2 separate regions of the Zea mays genome follow, and region 2 is linked to region 1. A link is a contact called in public Hi-C data. All regions are on one chromosome and are shown on one strand. The core of a region is the stretch at or near the end of the contact, and the rest is flanking DNA. Distances in the headings are between cores, read along the strand shown.

The links. A called contact is a pair of places that touch in the nucleus more often than the background predicts.
Region 2: a Hi-C map of ear shows a contact between it and region 1, with 2.7 times the contacts expected there. The contact joins the promoter of LOC100274516 here to the promoter of LOC100280674 in region 1. A contact is called at or near these places in 4 of 25 Hi-C or Micro-C datasets (bundle sheath, ear, leaf and 1 more).

The regions. Positions count from the first base shown.
Region 1 is chr1:165,415,807-165,419,230 of Zm-B73-REFERENCE-NAM-5.0, forward strand. LOC100280674 (cyclin-A2) reads left to right here and starts at 1,654. Exons shown (of 7, transcript NM_001408116.1): 1 at 1,654-2,570; 2 at 2,672-2,904; 3 at 2,996-3,148; 4 at 3,266-3,323; 5 at 3,400-3,424. The coding sequence starts at 2,076.
Region 2 is chr1:166,303,273-166,306,696 of Zm-B73-REFERENCE-NAM-5.0, forward strand. LOC100274516 reads right to left here and starts at 1,880. Exons shown (of 7, transcript NM_001148873.2): 1 at 1,536-1,880; 2 at 1-28. The coding sequence starts at 1,826.

The DNA of each region.
Region 1 (3,424 bases), core at 404-2,903:
ACATGTTGTCCTCGCTTATGAATAGAGTTTATGCACGTACTATTGGGAAACTATTGTCCTAATCGGCTCAGCACTCATAGATAGTTTAAGACTAAATAGTGAAAGATATATCACCGTCGCTTTATAAATAAAAAGGACATCGTTGTCAGATTTTAGAACTATTTATCCCTACTAGCTAGAATACAACCTACCACTATACTATGTATCACCATTGGGTTCTATTGCCAACCCGTTATGATTCCCTCATTACCGGATCCGAAGTTTATTTTGAACACATGCTCATATCTCTCTCACTTGTTCTTCTCTCTCCATATTTTATATATGTCCTCTCTATCCTGCTCTCGACCAGCTAGTCTCCTCTCTCTAGATTCTGCAGTCAAGCTTCCAATCTACAAGCCTCTCCACTATCCTCATCCCCTTATCTCACTAGGGATGTGGGGGTTGGTCTAGCGCAAGGGCACAAGCGAGAAAGAGGATAGGTAGAGCTATCGGCGTGAGGGTATGAGGGCACGATGGAGATCCCCACCGAGCAACGATGTCTTCGCATCACTTGGCGAGGCGGGTGAAGACCTAGCTCCCGAATTATCGAAATAGTGACTCGACGAGGTGGGCAGCAACCTAGCCCCCGAGCTATCGAAGTAGTGACTCGATGAGGCGGGCAACAGCCTAGGCCCCAAGCTGTCAAAGTAGTGACTCGGCAAGGCCGGTGAGGCGGGCAGCAGCCCAGCCCCCGAGCTGTCAAAGTAGTGACTCGATGGGGCAGGTAGTGGTCTAGCCCCGAGCCATCGGAGTGGTCGGCGAGCTTGATGTTTGATCATGTAACTTTGAGCATTGAACTTTGAAGATCCTTTTATGACTTACTTATGACCTGCATGTAGTTAAGGATATTTTTATGGCATGAAAAAAATGTAGGAAAATTGCTATGCAAGAAGGAGATTTGTTTGAGTTATGACGTAATAATTGAGTATGTGCTGTGGAGGCACAGCGAGAGTGTGTAACGCTGTTTATGAGAGCGAGAATTGTGTCTACACAAGTTTACTATTGTGTTTGGGGAAAAAATAAATATGAAAAAAGAAATATGGGTTAAAGGTTAATTGGATTGTTGCTGTTACATCTATCTTGATCAGACAACTAAAGTATCTTAGATAGATGAAGAATTACGAGGCCGAAGCACTGGTCCTCTCGTCAGGGAGGCGCTAGGGCCCAGGCTGGTGGCCAGGTAGCCTCGAGCCCACGGGGAACGTTGCCAGCTGGGAAAAAAATTTGGTGCAGCACTGCTGCAAACCAGAGTGGTTTGCAGCCTCTCACAAAAAGGTGGATGGACCCCACCTGCAGATCCACCAGATAACATTTTTGTTGCTGCGGGTGGGGTCTATCCTCTTTTTTGTGAGAAGCTGCAAACACTCTGATTTGCAGCAGTGCTGCACCAAATTTTTTTCCGCCAGCTGCTCTGCTCCTGTTCGTGCTCGGCCGGACTGCTCGTGCGCCGGCGACCGGGCGAGGCGTACGGGCTCCTACCGCCCGCTGGGCCACGTGGGCTCCCAAAAGGCCAAAGTGGCAGGACATTGTGGTGGCCCGCGCCTCGGATTTTCGGAAATATTTTTTCGCTAGCCGTCCCGCCTAATCACACACTGGCACACATTGACAGACCACCGTCAGGGCTGTCAGATGCTCTCGGTCCCCTCCCCCCCCCCCCCCCCCCCCCCCCACCACACACAAAATTTTAATCCCAGGGGCCGCGAAGGAAAAGAAAAAAAAACTGGTCCCCTCCGCCCTCCGCCGTACCACCGCGCCTCCGCATTTCGCATCAAGCCAGAGCGGGGGCAGAGGCGCCTCTCCCGCCGGAGACCCGAGCGAGAACCGCCGCTTCCCCCTCCTTCTCCTCATTTTGAAATCGCGTTTTGGCGGCCTATCTCCTCCGCACCGCGCACCATCTCTCCTCCGCTGCAACGCTACTTAACCGCCTCGATTTGCTCCCCATTTCCCCGTCCAGCCTAGATAGACCTGAGCCGAAACCCTAGGACCCCGCGCCTCCGCTTCCGCTTCCCCCTCTCCCGCAGCTGACGAGGCCGACGATGGGGGACAAGGAGAACGCACCTCCCTTGGGGGCCCGGGGCGCGGCGGCGCCCCGGCTCACGCGGGCCGCGGCCAAGCGAGCTGCGGCGGCGGCGGCGGCGGCGGAGGGTCCGGGCGACGCCAAGCGGCGGCGGGTGGCGCTCGGGGAGCTCCCGGCGCTCGCCAACAACGCCGGCCTCCGCGCGCCGTCCTGCCCCGTCAAGCCCTCGAAGCCTGCGTCCAGGCCCGGGAGGCACGCGAGGAATGTTGCGCCGGAGGCCCGCGGGCCCTCCTCCGCCCACGAGGCCGAGCGCTGCGCGTCCTCCCCGCCGCGCACCGCCGACGCCGACGCCGAGTCTAACTCCGTCTCCAACCCCGCGCCGCGCGCCACCGCCTACGCCGACTCCTGCGCTTCCTCCTCGCCGCCGCGCGCCGCCGCCGCCGGGGCGCCCGCCGACCCCCAGCTCTGCGGGTCCTACGCCTCCGACATCTACACCTACCTCCGCTCCCTGGAGGTACTCAGCTCCGTTCTTCTCCAACCCCTGGCATCTCCGCGGATTCGACATCTGCGCCGATCTGACGCTGGCTTGCTACGGATTTGGGGCTGCGGGTGCAGGTGGAGCCGCAGCGGCGGTCCAGACCCGATTACATCGAGGCGGTGCAGGCGGACGTTACGGCGCACATGCGCGGCATCCTCGTCGACTGGCTGGTCGAGGTCGCCGAGGAGTATAAGCTCGTCGCCGACACCCTGTACCTCGCCATCTCCTATGTGGATCGCTTCCTCTCCGTCAATGCGCTCGGCCGCGACAAGCTGCAGCTCCTTGGCGTCGCCTCCATGCTCATTGCTGCGTAAGTGCCACTTGCCATCCGCATTGTGTCATTTGCTTCTAATTCTAGGGCATTGCACAATTGGGGATTGATTTGGGTCCGGCGCTCACAGGAAGTATGAGGAGATCAGCCCGCCGCACCCGGAGGACTTTTGCTACATCACAGACAACACCTACACCAAAGAGGAGCTCCTCAAGATGGAGAGCGATATACTCAAGCTTCTCAAGTTCGAGTTGGGCAATCCTACCATTAAGACCTTCCTGAGGTGGCACGCTCACTGACCCACAAGTTCATAATTTCATGTAATTGCTTATTTCCATTTGACAGTGTTGGCTAATGGGTTATCTGCTACCACATATCTCTTTTGTTTTGCTGATTTCAGGCGGTTCACAAGATCTGCCCATGAAGACAAGAAGGTTGCTAACCCATTCTTATTTATGGTATCCAATTCTAACTGTTCTCTCTTCTTTCAACGTGCATTGATGTCTGATGTTTTTTTTTGCATCCCTGTTGCAGCGCTCCATCTTGTTAATGGAATTCT
Region 2 (3,424 bases), core at 630-3,129, 890 kb after region 1:
TCCACTTTCTCTTATTCAAGTGAACAACCTGAAAAATACAGCCCAAACAAATCGTTAACAGTGCTGGTATATCACATCTGCAAAAAGAAATTATTTAATTAATTTCATAAACACAATAGGGAATTGGAGTAGAAAGGTAACACACATTTCCCTCACTCTGAATATAATGATACTGGATTACATCCCTACATACACTGGACTTAGTTTAACTTTTTCAGACTGTATTTGGCATTATTGTTATTTAATTTCACTAACTTTATCAGCAATGGATTCAGACTATATCATTAATTTTACATGCGCATCTCAGGAACTGCCGGCTACCATTGTCTATTTTTTGTACCATAGAATGTATTTACACCAGCAATAACAACAACCAGTTGTGAATCAGGAAGCAATGATATACAGCCCCACGGTTTTAAAGTCGTCCGACTAATCGCGATTAGTCACAATTAGTCGGCCTTATCGCCGGAGTAAGCACGATTAGGGGCTTCGACTCGACTAGGGTGACTAGGAAGCGATTAGTCGTCCTAGTCACTGACTAATCACGATTAGTCGCCCGATTAGGGGTTATGTCCGACTAGCTTATATCTGTTTTGGGCCAGTAATTCGCTCTCTGTTCTATGGGCCGGCCCACCATCTTTGCAGAAAGTAGAAAACTTGTGTTGCCCTATCTGTACCACAGTAGCCGTCGTCCCTTCTCCAGCGCGCAGCTGCGCCCCCTCGGCTCCGGCGGCCCTCTGCTCCGGTTGTGCCCCCTCTGCTCTAGTGCGCGGCTGCTGCAGAGGCCTCTGCTAGAGCCGATCCCCTCTAGTGTGCGACGCTCGCCTCTGCTTCAGGTCCCCACCGGAGTCCACCCTCCAGTGCGCGTCCGTCCTCCACTAATCCATTCCACCTCCTCCATTAGACTTCTTCAGAGTGAATCAGTTTAGACTTCTTCTGAGTTCACAGTTCAGACTTTCAAAGTCTGTTGTTCTGCTACAGCTATAGTATATTGTTTTACTGCTGTCCTGCTACAGCTATAGTGTATTGCTTTATTGCAGTCCTGGTACAACTATAGGACGACTAGGCTCGACTAATCACGATTAATCACCTTCTCGGTGCTCAGGCGACTAGAGTCGACTAGCCGACTTTAAAACCTTGTACAGCCCCAAAGGTTCAAGTAGGAAGCAAGAATAGTGTACAGCATAATTCCACTACAAGAACATAACTCCTAACACAGCTAACAGCAGGTGCCAAGGAATACAGGGAGCCACGCGAAAAGTACGAGTGTTCCACCATCGCTGGATAACAGATTTTCTGGAGCAATATCATGCAGAATTGAGAGTCAGTATAAGTAAGCAGGCCCTAATATGAAGCGGATTTCCAAAGTGGCACAATGCTCAACTGAAATCACAGGGCACAACTAATCAGCTGCATTAACATCAGCCATTTCAACTTAGCCGATGCAACTTTGCACGACGTCAAACAGCGAGATCCATTTTTTTCTCTCTTTACTTACAAAGGAGGCAATCCCGACTGATCAGGCAGCACCGTACCTGCGGCGGGCGGAGGAGACGGACACCGAACCGGTCGAGAGCGCGTGCGGCGAGGGCCTCGGGCGCCGCATCGGCATCGCCGGTGTAGACAGCGCAGGGGAGGTCCGGGCAAAGCTCCTGCACGGCGCGCACCGCACACCAGAGCACGCGCTCGCCTCCGCCGCCGTCGTTGGTGTACGGGTGGAAGAAACCGGCGGCGTATGCGGGGTGGCGACAAGAGATTAGGAGGCGCCGAAGCGCGGCGGCGAAGAGGGCGGAGAGGACGGCGACGAGGCCTACCAAGATCGCCATGGACGCGACTGCGAGTCTAGTTGGGCTCTCCCGAGAAGAGAGTTAATTTTTTTAACGTTTGCAGAGCTTGGCCCATGGGCCAAGAATTGACTTACAAAAATAAACTTATGCAAAAGCATCTCCAAATAGTTATATAAACAACTCTCTAAATATGAATTTAAAAAGTTTTCTAGAAAAACTCTTATTCAACAGTTATGTAAATAAGATCTCTAAATTTACAAAACTCCCTACAAAATTCAATTTCATTTCTACATTTATCAACCTCGTCAGGCATCTCTAAATCAATGTTAGTGCTAAGTGAAAGGGAAATAGGGTCAAACCTTTTCCTAAATGATTTTGGTGGTTGAATTGACCAACACAAATAATTGGACTAACTAGTTTGCTCTAGATTACATGTTCTACAGGTGCCAAAGGTTCAACACAAACCAATAAAAAGTTAAAGTTAGGGTTCAAAAAGAAAGGAGCAAAACCAACCGAAGGCTGCCCTGGTCTGGCGCACCGGACTGTCCGGTGTGCCAGGGAGATCAACTCTGAACTGCTCAGCTTCGGGTTTTTGGAGAGCCACTCCGCTATAATTCACCAGACTGTCTGGTGTAGCAACGGACTGTCCGGTGTGCCATGCGGAGCAACGTCTATTGCGCCAACGATCGTCTACAAAAGTAAACAGTGAACGTGAACAGTGCGCGTACAGCGCGCGCAGAGTCAGAGCAGCACCAGAAGGCGCACCGGACAGTGAACAGTGACTGTCCGGTGCGGCACCAGACTGTCCGGTGCCCAAATCTGTCAGAGCTCCAAAGGTCGAAACCATCAGAACCCTAACGGTTGGGTGACGTGGCTGGCGCACCGGACAGTGTCCGGTGGCGCACCAGACTGTCCGGTGCGCCCATCGACAGACAACCTCATCAATCTTAGCATTTGCCATGATAATATCTCCAACCTTAGAAATGAGAATGCAAAATTAATTGCTAAGGTTGAGAAGTTAAATGTTTGTGATGATTCTCTTGTCAACCTCAAAAAAGATAATGCTAGTTTGACTTCTAAAATTGACAAGTTGAATAAATCACTTTCTAGCCTTAAGATTGAGAATGATAATTTAATTGCTAAGGCTAAGGATTTAAATGTTTGCAATGATTCTATTTCCAATCTTAGAAATGAGGATGCCATGTTACATGCTAAGATTGATGAATTAAATGCTTGCAAACCCTCTACATCTACTGTTAGCCATGTTTCCATTTGTACTAGATGTAGAGACATTAATGTTGATGCTATCCATGATCACCTAGCTTTAATTAAACAACAAAATGATCACATAGCTCAACTAAGTGCTAAAATTAATGAGCATAACTTAGAAAATGAAAATTTTAAATTTGCTAGAAGTATGCTCTATAGTGGGAGACGCTCTGGCATTAAGGATGACATTGGCTTCCAACAGAGAGACAATGTCAAGCTTAATGCCCCTAAGAAATTGTCTAACTTTGTTAAAGGCAAAGCTCCCATGGTTCAGGATAACGAGGGCTATATTTTATATCTTGTTGGTTATCCCGAACATAAGATTAGGAGAATTCATTCTAGGAAGTCCCACTCTGGCTCTCATCATG